Regions from separate parts of the Urocitellus parryii genome. Here all the other regions are linked to region 2. Evidence: chromatin contacts called from public Hi-C data. All regions are on one chromosome and are shown on one strand. The core of a region is the stretch at or near the end of the contact, and the rest is flanking DNA. Distances in the headings are between cores, read along the strand shown.

Region 1 (3,771 bases), core at 1,115-3,614, 230 kb before region 2:
AGGCAGAGGCCAAAGAATAGGAGTGTGGGGTAAAGAAAGAGAGGGGAGGGCTGGGGATGTGGCTCAAGTGGTAGCGCGCTCGCCTGGGGTGTGTGCGGCCCGGGTTCGATCCTCAGCACCACATACAAAGATGTTGTGTCTGCTGAAAACTAAAAAATAAATAAAATCTTTTTTAAAAAAAGAAAGAGAGGGGAGGTTGGGTGTGCACAAATGATCTGGTCTGGACTTCAAATCTAACAAAGTCCCTGGGCTGGAGCCTGAAGTAACACCAGAGGGTCCACTAAACCTCACAAACGTATCACCATAGCTGGAGGCTGCACAGGGGCTGCTGGTGGAAGCTATTACCGCAGGAATCCTGGGTGACTTGGGCTCTGGGGGCAGCGTGGATGCATGTGTGATCACCGCATCAGGTGCCCAGCTGCTGCAGACACTGAGCTCGCCCACAGAGCCTATAAAGAGGTAGGAGCAGGGAAGGTGGGGCCACAGGGGAGGATTGGGCAGTAGCAGGGTATGGAAAAAGGGGGCTGCAAGAAGAGGACAAGCCACATGCTCAGAGGCTTTACCTCCTCCCTCCCAGGCCTGATGGCTACCGCTTTGCACCTGGAACCACAGCCATTCTGACCCAGACAGTGAAGTCATTGAACTTGGAGCTCCTAGAAGAAACTGTGCAGGCCATGGAGGTGGAGTGAAGTTGTCTGGGGTTTACAGCTAAGAACAAGGGGGAATAAACCCAGAAAATAAAAACATCTATACAGACTAAACAGATGGCTGTGTCTTCTTGGGTGGAGCAGGACGGGAAGCCAGCAGGGATCTGGCTAAGATATCCCTTTAGGAGCCACTACCTCCCACAGCTCCAGTGCCTGGCCTTATCACCCATCACCTCAGGCATCTATTTTTCCAGAACCCCAGCCCTGGCCAACATTGCAGCCTTGAGGAGAAAGCTTCCATCCTTTCTTCCTTCTAATTTTCCTTCTTAGTCCACACCACAGAAGCTCCCCCACCACTCCTGCCTTGATTTTGCCCTCTCTTCTACTGGGGATTGAACCTAGGAACACTGTACCACTGAGCTTCATCCCCAGCCCTTTCTTATTTTGAGACAAGGTCTCACTAAGCTGGCCTCAAACTTGTGATCTTCTTCCATCAGCCTCCTGAGTCACTGGATTATAGATGTACACCACTGTGCCTGGTGCCCCTGGGGAACGTTGTAAAACCCATAAGACCTCATCACAACACTACCCAGAGCCTTTCCCTGGCTCATCAGTGAAACAGGACAAAGCCCACATGTCTTAGTCAGATCCACCCTGGGCCCAATGAGGGCTATAAGTGCTGATATAGGATCAACTCCCTCCAGAGGCAAGCTCTCATCAAGTGTTCCTTAGCCTTGCACTTGACACACCCCTTAAATGAAGAAGTTTCAATTTTCACTGAATACCCATATACCCACTGAATACCCATATACCTACCACAGATTTAATAATTCATATTTTGTTGTATTTTCTGTCTGTATCTTCTTATCCATCCATCCCTCTATCCACCCATTTCCTTATTTTTGGTCTGAGGTCAAAATGAGTCAGTCAAAACCCTCACATCCCTAGAAGGAAACCAGCCAACTTAACCTGTTGCAACTCCACACAGGGGAGTCTTCTCTCCATGAGTTCACACTTAGCCTGGAACTCAGTAACAAATGGGATGTAGACTCCAGGGTTTTCCCATGACAGCCCCAGTACCTGGAAGTGTCAGAGATTTGTTTGCTATCACCCTTCTAGCTACAACCTCAGTCCAGGGTTTGCTAGTTACCAAGGATTCAGCTTATATTTAATAAGAATATGGAGTTCAGAGTCATACACATGAGGGTTTGTGTCCCACTCCATCTCATGCTGGTGGGAGAGTCACCATTTGACTCCTGTTCCAAATGGATGAGGAATCCCTGAGAGGATGTCTTTTAGGACTAGCAACCCCCAGAACCTCCTTCCTTAGTCTTCCCTAGGAAAGCTGGCCACAGCTGACCATTCCCTCCTCCACTCAGAACACTCCTGGATTCTGAGCAGCCTTCTCTGAAAGCCTAGTCTCCTGATAGCTATGGGAGGCTTCCCTGGTCCTGGCCACCAGGTTGACACTATAGATCTGGTTTCACCATATGTCCTTGTACCCGTGCCCAATGCTTGTGGTGCTTCAGGCAGCCAATCAGAGGCCAGGCTTTGGGAGGTGGAGGTGAGAACCTCACACCTGGGGGTCTCTCTGATAAGTCCAGGCCTGGGTCAGGGGACCTTGGCCTAAATAGAGCATGGGAGTGAGCTGAGCCTGCACAGCTGGCCTGGTCTCAGGCCTAGGACTTTGGCCCAAGGACAAAGATACCCATAAATAAAGCTGGGCCTAGTTCTCAACCTCACACCTACCATGATGCGACTGCTCAGGCTGACCCTCGGCTTGATCCTCTTTGGCTTCTCCTGGGGTAAGTGGGCCAGGAGCAGCCTTGACTGGTTGCCCAGTTTGGGGCAACCCAGAATCCCAGCACCAGTCCAGGAACCAGGCTGGATAGAAGGGAAGTAGATGAACAGGTATGCAAAGGAAAAAGAATGGACCAGGGCAAAGGAGCAGGAAGGGGCCTGCAGGGTCAGAAGTGGGAAAGAATGGGATGGAGCTGGTCTCACAAATGGGACAGGAGCTTGAGTCAAGCCTGGGAGGGCTTAGGAAGCTGAGCTGTGAAAGTTGGGTGTGTAGTTTAGAAAGAGTCCACAAGCTGCATGAGGGGTATGAACTGTTTAGGCCTGGATGGGTAGAGGGCCAGGAAGGAGACTACACCAGAGGTCAGGGAGAAAAAGAGCCTGGGCTGGAGTACAGGGGTGAGTTGGAGAACAGGAGGGACTAAGTTGAAGAGATGTGGGAGAATAGAGATTGATTGCATGGAGGGTAAACCACAATAGCTTTGGAGGCCCAGAAAGTGCTGATGGGGGAAGAAGGGCTAGTGACAATTCCTTTTGATTTGGATCTCTCTGGGGCACACAGCCTGGGGACATCCAGGGGAAGCAGGTGGGGAGAGGTGGGCTGGGGTGTTGATTCTCACCAACCGGATGGTCAGGCTGTGGAGTTCCTGCCATTAAACCATCACTGAGCTTCAGCCAGAGGATTGTCAACGGGGAGAATGCTGTGCCAGGCTCCTGGCCCTGGCAGGTTTCCCTGCAGGTATATACACCCTGAGGGTGGGGTAGGGTCCTGAGTGCTTCATGCCTACATATAATCTGAGTTCACCTCCAACTCTGACCCCTGACTCCAGGACGGCAGTGGCTTCCACTTCTGTGGTGGCTCTCTCATCAACCAGTACTGGGTAGTCACTGCTGCCCACTGCAATGTCAGGTGAGTACTTGTACCCCACCTGCTCTGCCCACTTGGCTGCCCCTCTCTTGCTCTGCCCTCCCAGCGTATGCCCAACCAATCTCTTACTGCAGTCCTGGGCGCCACTTTGCTGTCCTGGGTGAGTACGACCGATCTTCTAACACCGAGCCTGTGCAGGTACTATCCATCTCAAAGGTAAGTGCCTGGCTGCATGCATGGGAAGGAAGAATGGGTCACAGGTGGGTTCCTCTGGGAAAGAATTCAGGCATGTCCTGGCCTATCCATCTCAGCACCATTGATGGGTACCTGTGCCCATCCCAGCCCTACATGGCCCCTTCCTGCTCCACAGGCTATTACACACCCAAGCTGGAACCCCACCACTCTGAACAATGACCTGACGCTCTTGAAGCTTGCCTCACCAGCACGATACACAACCTA
Region 2 (3,466 bases), core at 492-2,991:
CAAATTCCCCCCTCCATCTAGCCCTCAGGCTACAGCCCTGGGTCAGGCCTGGAGAATGGGAACACCCAGTGGGTGAAGTCACTTGTACTGAGGGGAGAGTGGGGGCACAAGGGGAGCAGTGCAGACACTCAGCATCTTGTCGATATCCACCTGGGTTGACTTATCCACCTCTGCCTTGAGGTGGCGACTCATCCCCAAGCTGGGCAAAACCCCAAGCTCCACTCCAGCCTCCTCTCCCAGGGGAGCCAAGGCATGAGTGGGGGGAACTAACACATTGGAATAGGGCAAAGGGAGACCTAAGCCCAGCTCACCTGCCACAGGGAGCAAGGCCTGCAGCTGCTCCACACCTGCCTCCTCAGGAACCAGGGCCAACTCTGACTCAGGCTCTACCTCAGCCTCCCTGTCTTCCTCCCCTGCCTGGTTCAGCTCAGGGTTGCAATAGTTGATATACTGGTACAATGGCCGGAGGCGCTGAGCTTTTCCTGCAAGGACCCGGGGCAGGACAGGGGCTGGAGCGCCAGGCTGTGCAATGTCAGCTCCAGCAAGCAGGGAAAGAAGGGAAAGCCCAAGGACTGCCACTCACGCTCCAGCCCCAGGGTCTCTGGGGGTGCAGACACAGTGCTGGCTATAGCTGGAAGCATGGGAGCCCCCAGACTTTTGCGTTTCTTGGCTTTTTTGTGCTGTTTGGCAGATGGTGAGGGTTCATTCTGACAGCCCTCCAGCTCCTCTCTCTGCAGCAGCATCCCTGGTGGCAGCTCAGCTTCAGTCCTAGGATGGGCATGGTAGCTAGGTCCTGGGAGGCTGGGAGACTAAAGTTGGGAACAAGAGGCCTGAGAGGCAGCCTTCAGCCTCTGGCTCCTTTGCCTTGAGCCTAGGGACTAGCCCCGCCTATCCCACCAATCCAGGACTATAAAGCTATCCCTTTCTTGGTCAATGAAATCCCAGGCCCAATAGGGTCCCAGCACTTATGTGACCTCATTCCCCTTCAAGACATGGAGGTTCCATCTCTCTTGGTGCTGGTGCTCCCTATGCCAGAGCTCTTGAGGAACAGAATAGGCAGAGTGATGATAGTGGCAGGGGACAAGGATCTGCCCCACAGCCGTACAGGATTTAGGAATTCTCCAGGGGTAAGTTTGAGGCTCAACCCCATCCCTGCAGTTCCTTCCCTCTGAAAAACCTCCTCACTTGATAGGTTTCCTCTTCAGTCCATGACTGGGCCCCACGATGGAGGCCCCAAGCCTGGGGCCTCTCTCGTCTCCTGCCTCTGCCTCAAGCACTTCTTCCTCCAGCTTGATCCCCTCCTCCTGGAGCTCTGGCTCTCTGCAGTGTCCTGTTGGACACACGTCTTCACCCTGGGTACTGCAGGCCTCATAAGCTGGCACTGGGCACTGGTTTCCCATCACTGAGCACTAGAGGCAACACATAGGTAATTAGTTGCCATGGCCAAACAAAAGATGTAGGAATCAGCCATTCGATGCCCAACATCAGCCCCCAAACACCAGAGAAAGGGCACCAGCCCGGGCCCCTCCGCTGTAAGGCCTGAACTGGCAGTTAGGGGGTCAGATCACTCAAAGTTCCGCCCTCAGAGCACCGTGGCCAAATGTTTGAAGGCTGATGGCCAGATCATCAGGACCATCACCTCAGGGCTCTGAGCATGATTAACTGGTGCCTCCACAACCTGGACCAGCCCTGCGATTGTCCCCTCTGGGGCCCCTGGCTTCCTCTCGGCCCCTGAGGCCATGGCTTCGATGGGTCAGAGCATTCTCGACGGTTGCTGCGGTAGGAGAGCGGGCGCCCAGGGGCTGGACTGGTGGACCCTGTGTTGACTGAGGAACCCGCCAGGCGGCTAGAGCCTAGCCTAGCTCCCAATGGGACTGAAGGCTGTTCGGCCCATTCGGCTGGAACTACAAGCCCCAGAAGGCTTATCGCCAGATCATTGACCCCTGACCTCAGAGATGGAAAGCTATTTGTTGCCTGGCAACAGCAACTCCCGTCAGGTTGCAGAAGCTGGCGGCAAAACTGATCAAGTGAGTCCCCGCGGGGGGCGTGCGGAGAGGGACAGCGAACCCGCAAAGAAGTGGGCTAAAATCGGGGTCGCAAAGGCAGCAAGGGTAGGCCGGGCCAGGACCGCGGAGGGAGCTGGGGGAGTGATTGGAAGTGGAAAGCACGGCCTGGCTGCAGGGTCTGGGTTGAAGGAGGAAGCACCGGGGTAGGGAAAGGGGTTCCGGCGGGAGATGCGCAGCGTGGCAGGCCTCGGTGCACCGTTGCAGGGCGTCGACCGCAGCATGTGCGAAGGCCCGTCCCGCATTTCGGGGCCCATTCCCCCAGATCCTACGCTCTGCCCTGACTACTACCGGCGACCCGCCTCGGGTGAGTTGGAGCGTGCAGAGCGTGCCGCGGTGGGGCGAATTCCCCACCCCATAACTGAGCCCCGCACTCCACCCGGTCCCATCTCCTAGCCCAAGGACGCCTCGAGGAAACCGCTTTGAAGCTGGACCTGCTGACATCGGAACCTGATTTGGACGCTGCCCCTCCCCGTGGCCCCCGCATCAGGCCCGGAGCCCGAGAAATCCTGGAGCGTAGCCAACGAGGCATGGGGGATGTGCTGCTGCAACTGGGAGACATCTCCCTCTGTCCAGGAGCTTCTCCCAAGAGTAAGTCCCAGCCAGAAAGAGCAGCAGTTGGAGATCAAAAGTGGAGATCTAAAGGAGCTGCTCCTTCTTCCCTGATCTGGACGCTGGCTTTGCCCCTGTAGATCTGTTTCCCCAATATAAAAGGAGTAGGAAATGAACTACCTCCTCGCAGGAGTGGACTGAATGAGATAGTCCCAGGAAGTCCTAGCTTCATGCATTCATGCATCAATGAAACACTTTGAAACAGGATTCATATAGATACTAGGAAAACAAAATCAAGGACAAGTGTGGGTCATCATAAAGTTAAGGTGGGAGGCAATAAACAAGAGATGAGTGTAATATGTGAGATGATTAATGGTATACTTCACTATAAAAATGTAAAAAACTGGGGTGGGGATGTAGCTCAGTAGTAGAGTGTTTGCCTAGCATGTACAAGACCTCAGGTTTGATGTCACAAAACAATAACAAGTTAAAAATGTAAAAAATAACAAAGAGATATGTACTATGTTAGGAAGGAAAGGCATAAGTTGATGCTATGGAATATGTGTGTGGGGTCTAACCCAGACAGGAGAGCCAGGGATATCTTTGTGCAGGAGGCAGGGTATGGGCCTATACTAAGATCTAGTTTAAGTTGGGTTGCATGGGCTATACATGGAGCAGAGCATGGCAGCATATTTTCTCCAGGGAAGGACCCTAAAGACCATGAGAAGGAAAATCTGAGGCGGATCAGAGAGATACAGAAGCGCTTCCGAGAGCAAGAGCACAGCCGGGAGCAGGGCCAGCTCAGGCCCCTGAAGGCACTGTGGCGGTCACCCAAGTATGACAAGGTGGAG
Region 3 (3,531 bases), core at 1,025-3,524, 130 kb before region 2:
ATTGAGCAACCTCACCTCAAGCTGTGAGTTCCATCCACCAATAGACTGTAGGAATGTGAAGGTGAAAGGAGAAAAGACCTTAAGAAAGAGATACCTGCCCCAGGGAAATATACAATTTGAAGGTCTTTTTTAGAGGATCCTGCTGACATGTTCTACAGTGCTAAGGTCTGTCCTATCCATCATGTTGTCCCTGGTCTAAGAGGAGCTGGAAGAGGATAATCACACTGCTCCTTGAAGGGAACAGCCCAGACCCATGTATGTCACTACATAATGGTAAAGGAAGACTATGGTGAATGAATGATATTTTGTATTGCCACCAAATTCAGCACTCAGAAATTATATTCTGCTTTCTTTCTGAAATGGATGGAGATTCTCTTTCTGAGTCTGTTTTACATCCCTTTTGTAGATTATTGCAGTGTCCTGGATTATGCCTGTGATAGATAACAACTCACTTTCTCAAGTTTACTATTAGCTCTGGATAAAATCTTCGAATTTTTATTTCCTGTTCTAGGGGAATTTTGTAGGCTTTTTCTTTTTCTTTTTCTTTTTTGTAAAGGCAGAATCCCCTGAATGATTAGAGTCTGGGCACAGTCAAGCTTTTCTGCATTGAGAATTATATTATAGATATATAAGAACTGTGGCAGGGCTTCCCATATTTTACTTAAATGTTTTCAACAGTGACTGTGAGGAGGGCTGTGTCATCCTCATGTTTGAGATATAGAAGCTCAGTCTTGGAACATTTTATTTATTTATTTTTTTGGGCGGGGGGTAATAGGGGGTTGAACCTAGGAGAGTTCATCTGAACTACGTTCCCAGTCATTTTTAAAATTTTTCTTTTGAAGGAGGCTGAGACAGAAATATCACAAGTTTCAGCCTGCCTTGGTAATTTAGTGAGACCCTGTCTCAAAGTTTAAAGAGAGCTGGGGAGGATGTATTTTTTTTTTGGGGTGGGGGAATACTGGGGATTGAACTTGACCACTGAATCAAGGGCTGGGGGCATAGTTTAGTGGTAGAGTACCACTGTATTACAGTGCCTTAGTACCAAAAAAAGAAATTATTTTGGGAACAGGGTCTCACTAAATTGCTAAGGCTGGCTTTGAACTTATAATCCTCCTGCTTTTAACCTCTTGAGTTGTTGGGATTGATCCCAGGAATGTTTTTACCACTAATCTACATCCCCAGACCTTTTTATTTTTTATTTTGAGACAGGGTCTTGCTAAATTGTTCAGGCTGACCTTGAACTTGTGATTTTCCTGCCTCAGCATTGCAGGTTGCTGGGATACAGGATTTCACCACCACGTCCAGCCTGGGTTCAAATTTTAACTCCACCATTCATAAGTATGTGTAAAACATATGAGCTCTCCAGGCTTAGATGTCTTTAAAATGGTGATGTAACTACCTCATAGAAGTGTTGTGAGGGTTATACGTGGTACAGAAAGCATTCAGCATATTAATGTTCAATACAAGATAGTTGTGATTACTAATAGTAAAGTGTGCCGGCCCTTTTGTTATCCTGCCTTTTTGTTGACACGTAATGTCCTCACTGGACTGACAAGTCAGCCAGAATTCTAACTGCTTCTGCACCACTAATTCTGCCGGGCTGAAGCCCCAGCCCGAAGGACAGAAGCCAGCAGGTGTTGCAGAGGTCGGGACCAGGTGTCATCTTTCTCTCTGGAAGCCATCCTCTCCGCCCTTAGCCGGGTTACCGCCTACCTCGACTTGGAGAAGCTGTAGCGCTGCGACGGCAGGGAGGCCATGACCCTCCGGCAGGCGTGTGGCCAGCACCCACTGCCCGGGAAGCTGCGGGAGTGTACAGCTTGTTGCCATGGCGACCAGGCCCCAGCAGCCCGGCGGTGAGGGCGGGATCCGACCTCTGCCACGCCCCCAGTCCAGCGACCGCGGGCTCGGAGGAAGACCAAGAAGTTAGGGTGGACTCGACATGGGCACAGGGTGCCCTGGGAGACAGTCAATACAGCAAGTTTGACATTAGCGACAGAATTGAGTCAGGGAGATAAGCAGAGACCACAGGGGAGGAAGGAGAGCCGAGAGGCCGGAGGCCGCTTTGTCTGCGGGAATTGTAGTTTTCGGGGTCCTGGAGTCTCAGCTGGACAGCCTTAGGACGGAGCAGGTGTGTACTACATCTCCCGAATTTCCCTCTCAGCCCGCATTGGCTCGCCCCTGTGGAGCTCTGCATTGTGGGAGATGCAGTCCAAAATGTGGTGAGGCGTGGCAGTGTCCAAAGAGAAGTGCCCGACTCGGACTCAGTTTCCCTGAGGCCCCGGGAGGCTCGCGAGCCATTGGCTGAGCTGGGCGGATCTGGTCGCGCTCCTCCCCGCCCCCAGTGACACAATAGCAGCTCCCTCCAAGATGGCGGCGGCGACGGCGGACCCGGGAGCTGGGAGCCCTCAGGCAGGAGACTCCTCTGGCGGGGGCGCTGCGGGTGGGCTGCCATCCCCCGGGGAGCAGGAGCTGAGCCGGCGCCTGCAGCGCCTGTACCCCGCGGTCAACCAGCACGAGACGCCTCTGCCGCGCTCCTGGAGCCCCAAGGACAAGTACAACTACATCGGCCTCTCCCAGGGCAACCTCCGCGTCCACTACAAAGGTATCGGCCTGTCTGATCCCAGGAGGATAAGTCCGTAGTGTCCGCAGGGCAGCTGTGTTGCTTGGCCTCTGCTGCATCACGTCCCTGTATCTGCCTTGGGGCTCCAAGATAGGCCTTCGTCCCTGCGGAGTGTCCAGAGTGGTGGAGCTGACCAGGCCGAGGGTTGACTGCCTGCTTTGCTCAGCCCTGAGACACCCAACGTCAAAATAACTGCAACAGGTGTCTAAACCAGTTCTGAGCTGGACCTTTCACTTTAGGGCCTCCTTGCTTGTCCTGGGCTGTCTCCAACTCCAGTTCAGCCCTTTTCCACTTTGTTTCAGGAGTCGGGCAAAAAGAGGCGATAACATCCCTCTCCATTAGCCAGTAGTGCATGGACTGGCCTGCTTGTCAGTCATCCCGGACTGGGCCTGGGGTTCTGTGCTAAAGTTGTTGGTGGGAATGACTTCCTAGTCTGTCTCCTCCTTCCCCTGGTGTCTCAGGTGGGCTGCCTGGATTGTGGAGAGACTGCCAGTTGCACTCAGGCATCTCTCACATGGATCCACATTGACTGTGCCCTTGTTTTGTTGTTATGGGGGAATGTGGCTCAGTCAGGCAACTAGTCTCAGGAGGAGGTGAGCCAAAGGTGGGAGGTTTATCTATTTACTCAGTTGTTTAATTATTCCTTGGACTGCATAAGGGTTTACTCTGGCCAGTGAGGGGTGAAGTTACCGTGGAGCAGAGAGAATGAGCCTTCCATTTTTATTTCCTTCTGCTGAAATTTATTCCTTGCCCTCTCCCTTTAGGTCATGGCAAAAATCACAAAGATGCAGCTTCAGTGCGTGCCACCCATCCCATACCTGCTGCCTGTGGTATTTATTACTTTGAAGTAAAGATTGTCAGCAAAGGAAGAGATGGGTAAGTCTCTCATTACCACTCTCTTGTCCCCAACA

What was found. Hi-C and Micro-C count contacts between places; a contact is called where the count stands out from the background.
Region 1: a Hi-C map of liver shows a contact between it and region 2, with 14 times the contacts expected there. The contact joins the promoter of Ctrl here to the promoter of C15H16orf86 in region 2. A contact is called at or near these places in 2 of 2 Hi-C or Micro-C datasets (liver and muscle).
Region 3: a contact with region 2 is called in a Hi-C map of muscle, with 4 times the contacts expected there. The contact joins the promoter of Ranbp10 here to the promoter of C15H16orf86 in region 2. A contact is called at or near these places in 2 of 2 Hi-C or Micro-C datasets (liver and muscle).

The regions. Positions count from the first base shown.
Region 1 is chr15:42,684,449-42,688,219 of mUroPar1.hap1, reverse strand. It overlaps Ctrl (chymotrypsin like), which reads left to right and starts at 2,364. Exons shown (of 7, transcript XM_026413308.2): 1 at 2,364-2,452; 2 at 3,080-3,183; 3 at 3,275-3,354; 4 at 3,447-3,528; 5 at 3,683-3,771. The coding sequence starts at 2,398. It overlaps Psmb10 (proteasome 20S subunit beta 10), which reads left to right. Exons shown (of 9, transcript XM_026413313.2): 8 at 308-459; 9 at 578-740. The coding sequence ends at 689.
Region 2 is chr15:42,451,793-42,455,258 of mUroPar1.hap1, reverse strand. It overlaps C15H16orf86 (chromosome 15 C16orf86 homolog), which reads right to left and starts at 1,741. Exons shown (of 5, transcript XM_026413239.1): 1 at 1,640-1,741; 2 at 1,186-1,409; 3 at 975-983; 4 at 584-801; 5 at 1-482. The coding sequence starts at 1,741. The coding sequence ends at 79. Enkd1 (enkurin domain containing 1) reads left to right here and starts at 2,127. Exons shown (of 7, transcript XM_026413236.2): 1 at 2,127-2,370; 2 at 2,460-2,654; 3 at 3,318-3,466. The coding sequence starts at 2,235.
Region 3 is chr15:42,580,486-42,584,016 of mUroPar1.hap1, reverse strand. It overlaps Ranbp10 (RAN binding protein 10), which reads left to right and starts at 2,274. Exons shown (of 14, transcript XM_026413229.2): 1 at 2,274-2,602; 2 at 3,385-3,496. The coding sequence starts at 2,368.